Regions from separate parts of the Drosophila melanogaster genome. Here region 1 is linked to region 2. The links are chromatin contacts, called in public Hi-C maps. All regions are on one chromosome and are shown on one strand. Each heading gives the region's core, a stretch centred on a gene start, on an enhancer-like site or on the middle of the called end of the contact. The rest is flanking DNA. Distances are from core to core; before and after follow the strand shown.

Evidence for each region. Hi-C and Micro-C count contacts between places; a contact is called where the count stands out from the background.
Region 1: a contact with region 2 is called in a Hi-C map of the Kc167 cell line, with 2.7 times the contacts expected there. The contact joins the promoter of amon here to the promoter of Tb in region 2. A contact is called at or near these places in 24 of 107 Hi-C or Micro-C datasets (the Clone 8 cell line, the D17-c3 cell line, the Kc167 cell line and 7 more) and 1 of 6 datasets of contacts at active chromatin or transcription factors (the Kc167 cell line).

The regions. Positions count from the first base shown.
Region 1 is chr3R:26,711,142-26,717,271 of dm6, forward strand. It overlaps amon (amontillado), which reads right to left and starts at 3,018. Exons shown (of 12, transcript NM_057970.4): 1 at 2,370-3,018. The coding sequence starts at 2,582. CG6425 reads right to left here. Exons shown (of 3, transcript NM_143240.3): 1 at 6,057-6,130; 2 at 4,975-5,997; 3 at 4,024-4,909. The coding sequence starts at 6,123. The coding sequence ends at 4,878.
Region 2 is chr3R:26,654,570-26,660,764 of dm6, forward strand. It overlaps Tb (Tubby), which reads left to right and starts at 1,871. Exons shown (of 2, transcript NM_143237.4): 1 at 1,871-1,974; 2 at 2,036-2,962. The coding sequence starts at 1,960. The coding sequence ends at 2,872. The region is part of intron 7 of beat-VII (beaten path VII); the gene reads right to left.

The DNA of each region.
Region 1 (6,130 bases), core at 1,768-4,267, 58 kb after region 2:
ACAGCAACACCAGCAAACAACTAACGCCTGTTGCCGCTGGCCACGTCCTGACTTAACGCTTTGTGCAAGGATTTGGCTCACAGCCCGACAACGAAGACAAGCGGCTCAAAAGGATGGTGCTGATGGTCTAGGGGGATGGCTCAATGACAGGTGAGTTGTTGGCTTTTAAAGTTGGTACACACAAACCAGGCAGGCAAGCACACCATGCATGCTCAAAGGCTTTCGGCCCGGTCGTTGGTAAACTTTTAATAATCGCAAAGACGAGTCGCTTTGTGGCTTTGGCCAAGAAGTTTGGAAAATATTCTAGGCCAACCAACCACTGGGCACGAAACTGCAGAGATAGCTGCTGGTATTAAACTCCGCCAACAGCGTGGGCAATAATCCTGCGTGGGCAGTAAGGAAGCATATGTATTTACTTGAGCAAGAAATTGACTTTCGCTTTCTTTTTTGCCTCACAGTGAGCCGCATTCAAGTTTCAGGGCGGCAATTACATTCAACGCGGGATCGAGATTTATTTAGATTTGCACGGCAATAGCTGACTGAATCTAACGTTTTACTGCCGATAAGGTCGTAACATCAAAGGCAATAAAATCTAAACACACTCATTGTCAGAGTACCGCAGATAAGATGCGGCGTATACGCAATATCGATTGGTATGAGAGCAAAAGTGAGTTTGCCGTGGGTAAGCACTCACTTTTGGTTTGGGATACATTTTGATTTGTGCTCGGCGATAGCGTTTGACGTAGGAGCAACAGATTTCATTTGAGTTTTATTTTTCGTTGTTTTCCTCTTTTCTTTTTTTTTTTTGGTTTTTGATACATGTGCCGCACATTTATTACGAGGACCACACCCACACAGAGCATGGGATTTTTGGGCAATTATCTAAAAACGAGTTCGAAGTCCGGAGGGGAAATGGCAACAGGCTGCGATTTGTAATTAAATCGGGGGCTATTTTTAAAACGTTGAGCAGGAAAATCTTTTAGCTCTGATAGGATTATATCGGCAATTAAGTGGGTAAAAAATCAATAATAATTACGAAGCTACATAATTAGAGTGGAAATTCCCCTGAAAAAGATTGTCTCTACGGGCATGAAGGAAATCGAGAGGAATTAGTCGTTTGAAATTGCACAGATTTTTGCTTGTGTTTCGTTTGCAAAGAAAACATTCCGACGCAATTAGTCCCTTTCCCAGGACCCGTATGTACGCCTGTGCAATGCGAGAGCTGTGGCCATGGCAACTGCGGCATGCAATCAGCTTTTGGCTGAGATGGGGGCAGATGAGATTGCGCCATTGCAAACAGCATCGATGTCGCAATAAAGCCATCGGATAACAAGGACCACGCCATCCGCCAGGAACAGCGAGCCGGGGCCTCAGGTGACGACTGGATATCGGATTTCCAAGGAATAGGAGAGTTAATTGGATTTAGCGCCAGCTTTTTGTAGTCCCTCCCCCATGCCCATCTACCGCTCTCTAGTTGTTATTGATGCCCCTAATTAATTGCGTCCGTTCCAGCTCTTGAATTCGCATTAATCCTGAAATCCTCGAGTGAGTTATTGACCTAATCCGAGTGCGTGTGCAACAAGTGCGCGTCATAGCTGTCAAGTGCTGACAGAATTGGGCAATGGTTACGCATTACGTTGACGGATGACAAACCCATAAGAGGGTTTCTCGATGCGAATCGCAGGGCTGTCAGGATTGCAGAAAGTGAAAGTCCATACTGACGTTGCACATGGAATTACAACAGGAATGATTTCGCAACGAATAGTTTGTATGATAAGCAAACATACAAGAAGCAATACTTTGGAAATGATTATACATGCATCATTGATCCGTAGCGAATTGATTCCATTCTATTTACACTTTTTCATTTGAAACTCGACATAATCTGGGCAGAAAATCGTTGGAATGACAGGTCAAAGTGCCGCAGACAGAAGCGATTCGAGTGCAAATTACTGACCTATTATGATGTTATTTACCCCCGTGTGTGGGCAAGTTTATTTTCGCCACGTTGACCTTGGCTCGAATGCAATGGGTCTTTAGCATGCAATGCGCAAATTTGCGCCTGGCGGTATGCAGCGGAAACTTCGCTCTGCCGACGGAAGTTGGCCAATGCCACAAGCCCCAAAAACTTTGCCGCTCGCCAGCTGGCCAAAAGCTGCCTTTGGCATTCCGAGCACGCTCCTGGTATCCACACACACACTCGAGCACTAGGACACCCAGACCCCTCGAGCAATCGCAATTAACGCCTGACACGCGCCCGACAAGTGCAGCATGTCAGCCAGAAACGCTAACAACTTGGCCCAAAAGAAGCGAGCCACCAAGCCGGCCGTCGGCAATATAATAATTGATTTTTCGCACATTCCACTTACCGGGCCTAGGTTGTCGAAGCCGTACTTGTCGGCCACATCATGGGCAAACGAGTTGTCCACTCCGCGCCGGAAGCGCACCAGGAAGGAGCTGGTAAAGACGGCGGGGCCGCTCAGTCCCGCTCCCGAGCCGCCTGCTCCTCCGCCCGCTCCTGCACTGGCCCAGTGGAGGAGCAGGAATGGGGCCAACAGCCAGCTCCATGTGGCTGCTGCCATGGAATTCAGATTGGACGCCTTGGTCCTGCGGGTTCCTCCTGGCCTCTGACTCCTGGCGGCGATGGGGCAACTCTGGCAGCCCGTACAAACAGTTGGTGCGTGGGGCGTCCTTTGGGTGATTTTTTTCCGTTGGCAGGATACCGAAGTGCTGACGAAAATAAAGGACGCGCTCCACTGCACACTCTGCGAATTGGCGACGCGAATTGGGTAGCCAGGATCAAGTTGCTCGGTTGGCAAAATATCCTCTTGTTGTGGTTGCAATTTGTTTTCTTTATTGTGTATTTTTGGCCCCTTCTATGGAGCTTGTTGTGCTTTCCTTCCGCCTGAAATTCTGTTTCTATGTACTTCGTCTGGAGTCTTTGTGCGCTGCCACGAACTTCACTGGGGCGCTGCGCGCTGAGTACTGTTCGCCAGCGGTACCGACGGACGCCATTATGAATGTCCGCCAGGCGCCAAAGCGGTGGCAAAAGCTTCGCCGCCGAAGCTCGCTCGAAAGCTCCGACTAGCAGGCGATAAGCCACCCGCCACTCACTCGACGCACCCCTAGCGGAGATACCGTTGTCTTACCAGCTTCGCCAGTGGCGTGCACAGGAATGTTCCAAGGGGCTACTACTGTTAGGCTTACAAAACTAGAAGTACGCTAGCAAAACTAGAAGTACGCTATCATGGTAAAGTAAGTAATATACATATCACACAGATAAGCTTAATCCCCCATAATCCACCCGACTACGCCCCTGCTCGCCTACTGCTGCTCAGCTGCGTTGGATAAGCTTTTGCTATGGCTTTTCCCACCGACTCAGGCTTTCCATCTCGGTTGGCTTGGCTTCTGCAGCGGCTTTGGCTGCCCGCAGACGTCACCAGTTTGGACGCCCGCTGCCATTAGCCACCCACCATTCCGTGCTAAGTTGTAGCTAGTGTTTTGTCATTGGTTTATGCTGCGCTCCGTAAACATATGGCAGCATACTTGACTTTCGCTGACTTTCGGCTGAATGGCACGATTCGGCTGAATGGAGTCACTTGCTCCTGCGGTTCGAATGGCGAAGGGACTACTGACGACTGGAGGAGGACTATTCATAAACATGGGCGCAATTGCCTCTTACGCGTAATGGCTGCGAAAGGGCTTCAACTTTGACCTTAGCCCAAATAGGTTCATAAAGCCTCGAGCACCCAAGCCTTTAAACTGCAGGCCAAGCGAAAAGTGAAGACAGCTGGGGCAACTTTCGCCGGCTTTTCATGCCGACTTGATTGTTGCCTCCTCCCGAGTTTTAAGTGCGAGATGGGATTCACACACTTTGATTTCATTTGCCATAAATTCTGTTTTCCAGGGAAATCCCTTCTTAGACTCCTCATTGCATTTTAAATTTAATTTTATGAACTCCACATAAATTAACATTGGGTAATGTTTGCTTGATTGGTTGCCGGAAAAATAACTCAAGAGATAAATAAGTTGCAGTTTTTATTTGTTTTTCAATACAACTTATGTAATATAAACGAAAAATAAGAAATACTTTTGTATACACTAAATTATTAAGGCTTGGGTCTTGAATGTTTCATACATATATAAAAAACCAGCACAATGTAAGCATTTACATTAGGCTTAATAATATATTAAACAGGTTTATCAATAGTGGAAAAAAGAAAACGAAATATTCATTGAAACAATCGAAGATGATGAGGAATTGGCGTACTTAGGTAACGTGTAATTAAATACTAATTTTGTTGGGTTTATCAGCTGCTTCTCAAGCAACTCAAAGACGCGAAGAAATCCAACTGACCTATATATAACCATAGTCTGAATATTAAAACAGAAATCCTTCGCCTACATTTCAATTAATTTAAAACGCTGTCGCACTCAACGAGCTTCCTATCCGTGAATGAAAGCTCAACCGGGGGACGTCAATTCACTGCCTGTCGGCGACCAGTCGTATCCACCTGTCCGTCTGCGTCCTGCCACCTGTACTGGTGGTACTGGTGGGCGGCGCGTTCGCGGCCCGATAATGCCGAACATATGGCGAGTCGCATGCGCCGAACGAACGCACAGGCCTTCGATGCGAATATTAAGGGTCCTGCTTTAAATTACAATTAATTTTTAATTAGGCTTAAATTAACATTTTCAAAGACGCTTTGGAGCTGCATTAATCAATTAGCGTACTCGTATACAGAATGCTCAGGCAAGGGGGCACGCAAGTCAAGCGAAACAAAACGAAATATCTTAAACTCTAACTTTGCTCATCACAATTGGTACTCGCTGAAGGGAAGCTGATTGTATTCAGGGGCTGGTTACCTAATCGGGTTTCATTTCCGGCTGCCAAAGAGTTTGCCGCGCGCTGCAGGGAACGAAATGATGAGTTTGCTTTGGTCTAGAAATGTTTGACTTCACTCTGGCACTTACCATGCGATGTGGCTGGGGACAGAGCGTGCGAACTGGCGTGCCGTTTGATGCGCGGAGTATCCCTTAGCTCTGAACCAGATGCGGAGGAGGCACTTGTGCAGGCATTTGAATTGGCCGTCACATTGGTCAGGGTGGACACTCCGCTGCACGAATCCCCTGTGGTTGGCATTGATTTGTAGCGCTGCAGCGAGGTGCGCGGCTTCTTCGGCATTGTGGCCTGCTGCACTGCCTCTTCTAGGGCGTTTAGCCAGTCCTCGCCCTCGCTTTCGTCTTCCAGAAATTTCATGTAGAAGGAGGGTCGCTTTGCCGTGTGGTGCCTAGTGGGTGTGGTGCTTGTGCTTGATTTGGGAGGTTCATGGTGTTCTATTTTCGACTCCAGTTGCTGGGAGGCCTCAAGCAGGAAGAGATCCGTCTCCGAGTCGTTGAGGAAGTCTGCCATTGGATCGGAGGCAGCTACAGGGGAAAGCACTGGCTCTGGCGTAGCCTTCGTGCAGGTTAATCTTGTGCGGGGAGCAACAGGTGACGGAGCTTTAGGAGTTTTTAGTGGCATTACTGGTTCGGACACAGCTATTTGCTCCAACTGGCTATTGAGCCTAGCACAGCGCTCCTTAAGAAGAACATTAGCCCGCATCTGCTGTGCCCGCCACTGCTCATTGTCCAGTTGGCTGCGTCTATCCTCGACGCCCTTAAAGGCTATCTGCCGGCGTCGTTCGCGCTGGCTCAAACTGCCTATTTCCGCGGAGTCGAAGCCACTGTCCGTGGTGGCATTGCTGCTTCGGTTCCAGCGCCAGCCCACCTCCGGACTTTCGGTGGCCAGTGTCTGGGAGAAGAGGCAGCTGGGCGAAAGGCTGATGTCCAAACGGGGCGAGAAGTCCACACTGTCGTCCAAGCTGGGCTTGTGTTTGTGTGGTGGAGTGCTCTCCAGGTCGGACGTGATTCCCACTACTGCTGAGGAGTTGGGCGAGCCGGGAGTGTCCACGGATACACTTACATTGTGCCCTGTGCGTACGCTCTGTGGTGAAGCTATTAACAAAGGATTGTTTTATGGATATTCCTGATTTTTCGAGCTTGGAAATCCTTACCACTGTGGCGCTTATGCAGCAGACGCGTGCTGAGCGTTAAAGATCGCCGTTTAAGTGCGTTCTCCATAACTTTG
Region 2 (6,195 bases), core at 621-3,120:
ATTCATGGGTGTAAAGTGTTTCGTCATCGGCAGCGATGCCAAGTCGATGTCGACCTAACAAGTGTCTAACTTACGGCTTAAATGCGCGCGCGCACAAAAGAGCGCTGGAAAAAAAACAAGTTTAAAACTGGGTTAGCCAGCAACAGAACACTGACAAAAAAGTTCGCACAGTTTTCTCAATGCCAATCAAAATACAGACAATGAAGACGTTTTTTTTTAGCAATTTCGCCAACAAGATTATAGCTTTCTCCCATAAGCTGTTGCTTGCGCTTTTAGCCAAATTAAAATAATTTGTGCAGTGTATGTCGACAGGAAACTCCATTGGCACCGTTAGCTACCTTTCCTACCACCACCACCACAACTGACAACGGCAACTGTTATGCGTGTGAAATTATAACTGACAGCGGAGCTTCTTTTGTCGCCGCCGACTCATCCTGGCATGCGGTTCATTGAATAATTTATGCACTATAAAGTGGCAGCAGGCCCATTCCATTCCGCCGGATCCGGCGATTCCTTACTTTCAGGCCAAAAAACAGGGCCAAATGCCAGTGAGAGCGACAGGGAACGAGTTGTTTTGCATTTCAATGCAAATGCGAAAACTTCATTAAGTGCCCCTGGAACTATTTATATTAATTGCATGCGTGTCCTGCTGCCAAACAAATATTTCCACCTCAGCTGGCCAACTAATTAGAGGTCAAATCAAACGGAAAATTGTTCATTAAGGGAGCGACAGACGATCGCTCATCATTAAATCCACTCAATTAGGAAAAACAATTTGATAAATTTAGTTTAAATCAAATTATTACAAAAGCAGTTGGTAGCCTGTGGCTGCCACACATGTTGCACGCGACTGCCAGCTACCAACCGCTCGTAATTGGCTTAATTGGGCATTTATCGTCAATCACGGAGTTGCATGTTCATGTTTGGCTTGAAAAATGCATATTTCCGTAATTAGCTTGATTGCATTTCGATGGCAAGCGCCACAGGGCCAACAGACATTGGGGCTAAGTTCATTACCGGCGTAACAGTTTGACAGCCACTGCTGGCAGCCCTATAAGTATGCAACGAATGGCTCTAACCTTAAGTTCAATTGGGCAATCGATGAATGAATCAAGCATATCAAATTCCACTATGAATGCCATCATAAATGCCCAGTAATATGCAAATTGAAAACACAATAAAACAAATCCCTAAACCACACAAAAATGCCACAAGCGATATGGGGTTAATTTGCATAAATAGGTTTTTTGTCTGCGCCCCTTTTGTTTTTTGTTGCTAGTCAGTGTGTTTACGAAATCGAAATTATGTATCATAAACTAGATACGGTGGACAGTCGGCAGAGAGTCGCAGCTCGATTAGCGATTGATTTGTGATCCATCATAGCCAGTATTCACTGCCACGGTTTACCAATTTGCAATTGCCGGAAAGATATATTGACTGAATTAATTAATATTGAATTTGACCAATCATTCGCAGAATTCTGTGGACACTGTAATTGATTTATTTTCTTCCTTTTTTCGCCAGCTATATGGCTGTACTGCAATTAATTAAATACGACCAGCTATGCAAATCGCATGGCATTGCTCCACTTAAGTGGCCATAATTTCTGGTTTGGCCTACCAACATCCAGTTCCGTCGTGGTTTGTTTTTGCATTTCATTGCCAACGAAATTGGCAAACCGTTTTCGAATTTATGCAAACAAATGCTGGCGGATACAGTTTTGAGGGCTTTGCGTCACCTGCAACGGGTATTGGTATTTGTGCTGGATTAGCATCAATGGCATGGGCTACACCCGCTGTCTCATCACGAAAATCTGCATCTTATATTGGACCTGATTAGGGTCGGGCTATAAAAACGCCCCTCGACAAGATGGGCTGTAGCATTAACAGTTTACACCTCCCGGCGTGCCCAACACGTTAACAGATTGGATCGAATATTGGCTAGGATAGGGCTATCAATATGCGTGGATTTATTGTAAGTTTAAATGGTATTATTAGTTTGAAATAGTTGGATTAACCTGAGCTTTCTTTGCCAGATTTTTGCTGTCTTGGCTGTGGCTCGCGCTGATGTAGGCGGCTATAACTATGGAGCTGGCATTGGATCAGGCGGATCCATCTCGGGAGGCTCTCTGTCTGGAGGCTCCATCTCTGGAGGCTCGATCTCAGGTGGCTCCATCTCAGGTGGCTCCATCTCAGGTGGCTCCATTTCTGGTGGTTCCCTTTCTAGTGGTTCCCTGTCCGGGGGATCTTATTCCACTAACTACGCTCCTGTAAACACCGAATTTAACAAGGAGTTCTTCACCTACTCCGCTCCCGAGGCCGATTTTGAGGATAATAAGAGTGTCAGTGATCTGGCTGCTACTCTGAAGAAGAACCTCCGTGTGGTTTTCATCAGGGCCCCCGAGAATAAGGGTCTGGAGAACGCCGCTCTGGCCTTGGCCAAGCAGGCTGCCGAGCAGCAGACCGCCATCTATGTCCTGACCAAACAGGGTGATCTGTCCAGCCTGGCCAACCAGCTGCAGAACCTGAACCATGTGAGCGCCAGCAAGCCGGAGGTGCATTTCGTCAAGTACCGCACCCAGCAGGACGCCATCAATGCCCAGCGTACCATTCAGCAGGAGTACGAGCGTCTGGGTGGAGCCAGCACCTCCTACAACGGAGGCGTGGCACCAGTCCTGGACTTTGCCACCAAAGTGCAGCAACAGCAAGAGCAGCAGCAGCAACAGCAACAGCAGCAGGTGCAGCTGATTGATGAGCGTCGGCCTTCCAGCGGAAGTGTAAGCGCCGAACTGGAGGCTCCTTCGGCAGGATATATTCCACCACCAGCCGCAGCGCCTAGTGCCACGTACCTGCCTGTGAACAAGGTCAAGTAGGAAACCTGCAAGACCACATTCTTATTTACGAATTAGCTCACACATTCTCCTTTAAGTGCTACCGTATAAAATATAAACTTAACTTAATGTATGCCCGATATATTGTTGCTGTCGAGATTAATGCAGGAAGTCATTTCAGCGCCTTGTAGCCACTATCGGCCAGAGCCTGAGCAGCAATTAAAACTAAAAGCGCATTGGCATTGGAGGGTTTGGGTTTAAAAGGGGTTGTAAATTTAAGTGCATGCCCTCTGACACCGGATTCGTTGCCAGCGGTTTATGGCACGTCACCGACGACCAGTGTTGACCCGTCCTAAAGTACTACCACCATACACGCGATCAGGGCCAACTGGTCTGGGCTAATTACCGCCGCACAGAGCCAATTTCTGGCGCTTCATGACCGCGACCAGTCGCGACATTTAATGGGTGCCCTTTTGAGGGTCAAGTCGGTGGCAATTTGGTCCTGCCACTGTTGCAGCCAAAGAAACCCACACTGAGAATTAAATGAAAATTACTAGCTACATTTTGGAGCGCACTCCTTTGTTGACCGTCGTGAAATTTCAGCTAGCAAGCAAAGAAAACCACAAAACTTCTAAACCAGAAAGCTTTGCTTTGTTTTCTGTTACGCCACAGTCCTTGCGCGGCAACAGAAGTCCTCTCAACGGCATACCTCAAAATAATTTAAGAATGCAGTTTTAATGGCAATTCCATTTGCAGCCAAGTGGCCAGATTTCCCCGATGGAGAAACCGAAAAAACGGTCATGAAGCTCCTATTAAAGAGGTGTTTCCCGTGGCCGATTTAAGCTGCCGCTTGTTGGCATTTTGGATTGCCATTCGGATGTATCGTGTGTGCTGTGTTTTCGGGCACTTCTGGCTTATGGCACAAAGGAAGTGTGCAAAGGGCAAGCAAGCTGCCGGAATAAAAGCCAGGTTGCAACTAGACGCAGACAAGGACCTTCAGACCTGCCCAACATTTAGTTCTCTGCTGGCGTGGGCCTGCCACAAAAGGCCTTACGTGTTGCACAAACATAAATTGTGCAACAACGTGTAAACTACTTTTTGACTGCATAAAGCCCACGATTCCCATTCCTGTTGCCGTGTCCTTGCTGGCCCATTCTGAACCATCTTTCTCATGAACACTGCACTACCTACCCTTGAGAGAGGTAATATCTGTTTGAAAGGTATGCAAAGTATTATACTTTAAGATTTTTAATTAATTTTCAGCAGGCTTATTTATAACATATATGTTATTTTGAAGAGAATATCTTCTACAGCTAAGATGCATTGTTTTAACAATTTTTTCTTTTCGAATAAGAGTGCATTGTGTTCGTTGTGCAGAAGGATTGCCTGCTTTGTTGCCCATTTCCCCCGACAAGTGTTCATTCAGTGCTACGTGTTATGGCCTTTTCAGCCGTGCAACGTCTGCTCGTTGCCTGCCATTCAGTTTTGTTCTTTTCATGTTGCAATCTTAAAGGGTCTTCAAGCCGTGCTCCAGAGAAAATAGAAGGCAACAAAGCCGTGGAAGCCAAACAATACATGATATACTCCTACACTCCGGCAATATGAAAGCCTTTTGATGTTCCGCCTTTCGAGTGCCACTTTTCTGTCCGTCTGTCTGTCAGCAGAATGGTCGGTAATCACGTTAAGCGGTTAATTACTTGGCATGGCTGATGTCACAGTCTACTGGCACGCGTTCAAGTGACCCCAAGCCAATGTTTTATGAGACCCATATATCTTGCAAGGTCACTGGGCCCAGAGGGCAATGGGCGGTGACATTAGCATTGCATTTGCATAAAATAACATGAATATTTTCGCCACACCCACACATGCCGCCCATGATGCACAAACTTAATAAACAGCGCAGTTTATTCCACGCCTCCAGCCAAGCAACCCACACAAACTCAAAAACAAACACAAACATGAGCGTAGCGAACCCAAGGAATTTATGCACATTGGCATGCACATAAACGCTGCCTGTTACTGGTTATTGTTGCCCCGCTCGGCCTTGTCCTGCCTTTGTTTTCGCTTCTGTTGCATGTGCACTTTTCCGCCATCTCCCCACCCCACCGCATTTGCCCACCGTACTGCAAATTTCCACTAGTTTACGCCAGTCGGCTGCATAAATATGCAACGCTTATCACATGGTTTTATGGCAAAAGGGCTTCACAGTTTTCGTTATGGTCGTGGGGCTGAAATCACGCCCACATAAGCCCATAACTGAAGCCATCTACAGGTGTCTGCAGGTGCTCTTTCAGTATAGTTAAGCCCAGTTGTGCAGGTGAAAAAAATATCGTTCATAATTTGATGTTAACTACGATTTTATCGTTTCCGTCATAGGGTAGAAGGGTAATTGAAAATGCCTTCTGAAGAGCATGCATCTTGATAATATAAAAAGTATTTCTGATATGAATAACTGCATATTGATATATTCCCTAGCCTTTACATACGGTGATTATATAAATCCTTGCTACGTAGTTTGTTTGCAGTACTTCTAGTCTAACTTTACCCTAAAGAGCATAACATATTCCTGCAGTTAAAGGAATCCAATCTGCCTGCCAGTACCTAAGCTTATGTTAAGCATTGGAGCCTCGTGCGCTTTGAATATAAATTATTTCATATTGCCATTGGGCTCTCAGCGAAATTAGTTCCGCGCCAGACCCTCCATCATCGCCTTACACCCACTCCAGGACTACCTGCCACATCTACTTACAGCAGCAGCACTCTGAGTTGCGGGAAATTATTTATAAAATAGTTTTCCGCACTGCTCGTGCATTCGGTTTGGTTTCTTTCCCGCGGCAAATGCAATTAGCATTCGCTAATTACCAGGCGAGGAAATGGCACGAGTGTAAATTATGGTTTTTACTTTATGGCAAATTAACCAAGTGGGTTTATTTCGCACACACATGCGCGTCGCTAACTTTTAACGGCCATAAACTCGGGAATCTACGAAGGCTGAATTCGAAACTTTTCGGCTTATGCTAATGCGAAAGCCAAGCGGCAAGTAACCGTCTTTAAATGGCAAATTCATTTGCCAATTACCAAGGGCCGTGACATTTGAGCTGGTCGAACTTTTTTCCATTTTTACCCCGTCCGTAATTTGTCAACCCACTCGGCCAATCGAATTGGAAGGGTTGGGCTGAGTGCTCAGGTGCTAGTTGCTAGGTGGTTGCTAGTACAATAGCTGCCAGGCTGACGGGTCATGGATATGGCTCCTGAGTGCTCTGCATTCAACTTGTTTGCAGGACCATTTCTATTTCAAGCGGCTTAAACCCCAGCCCTCGAGTTTCGACCCCTAACCTCCAATCCACCAATCCATGACCCCCCAA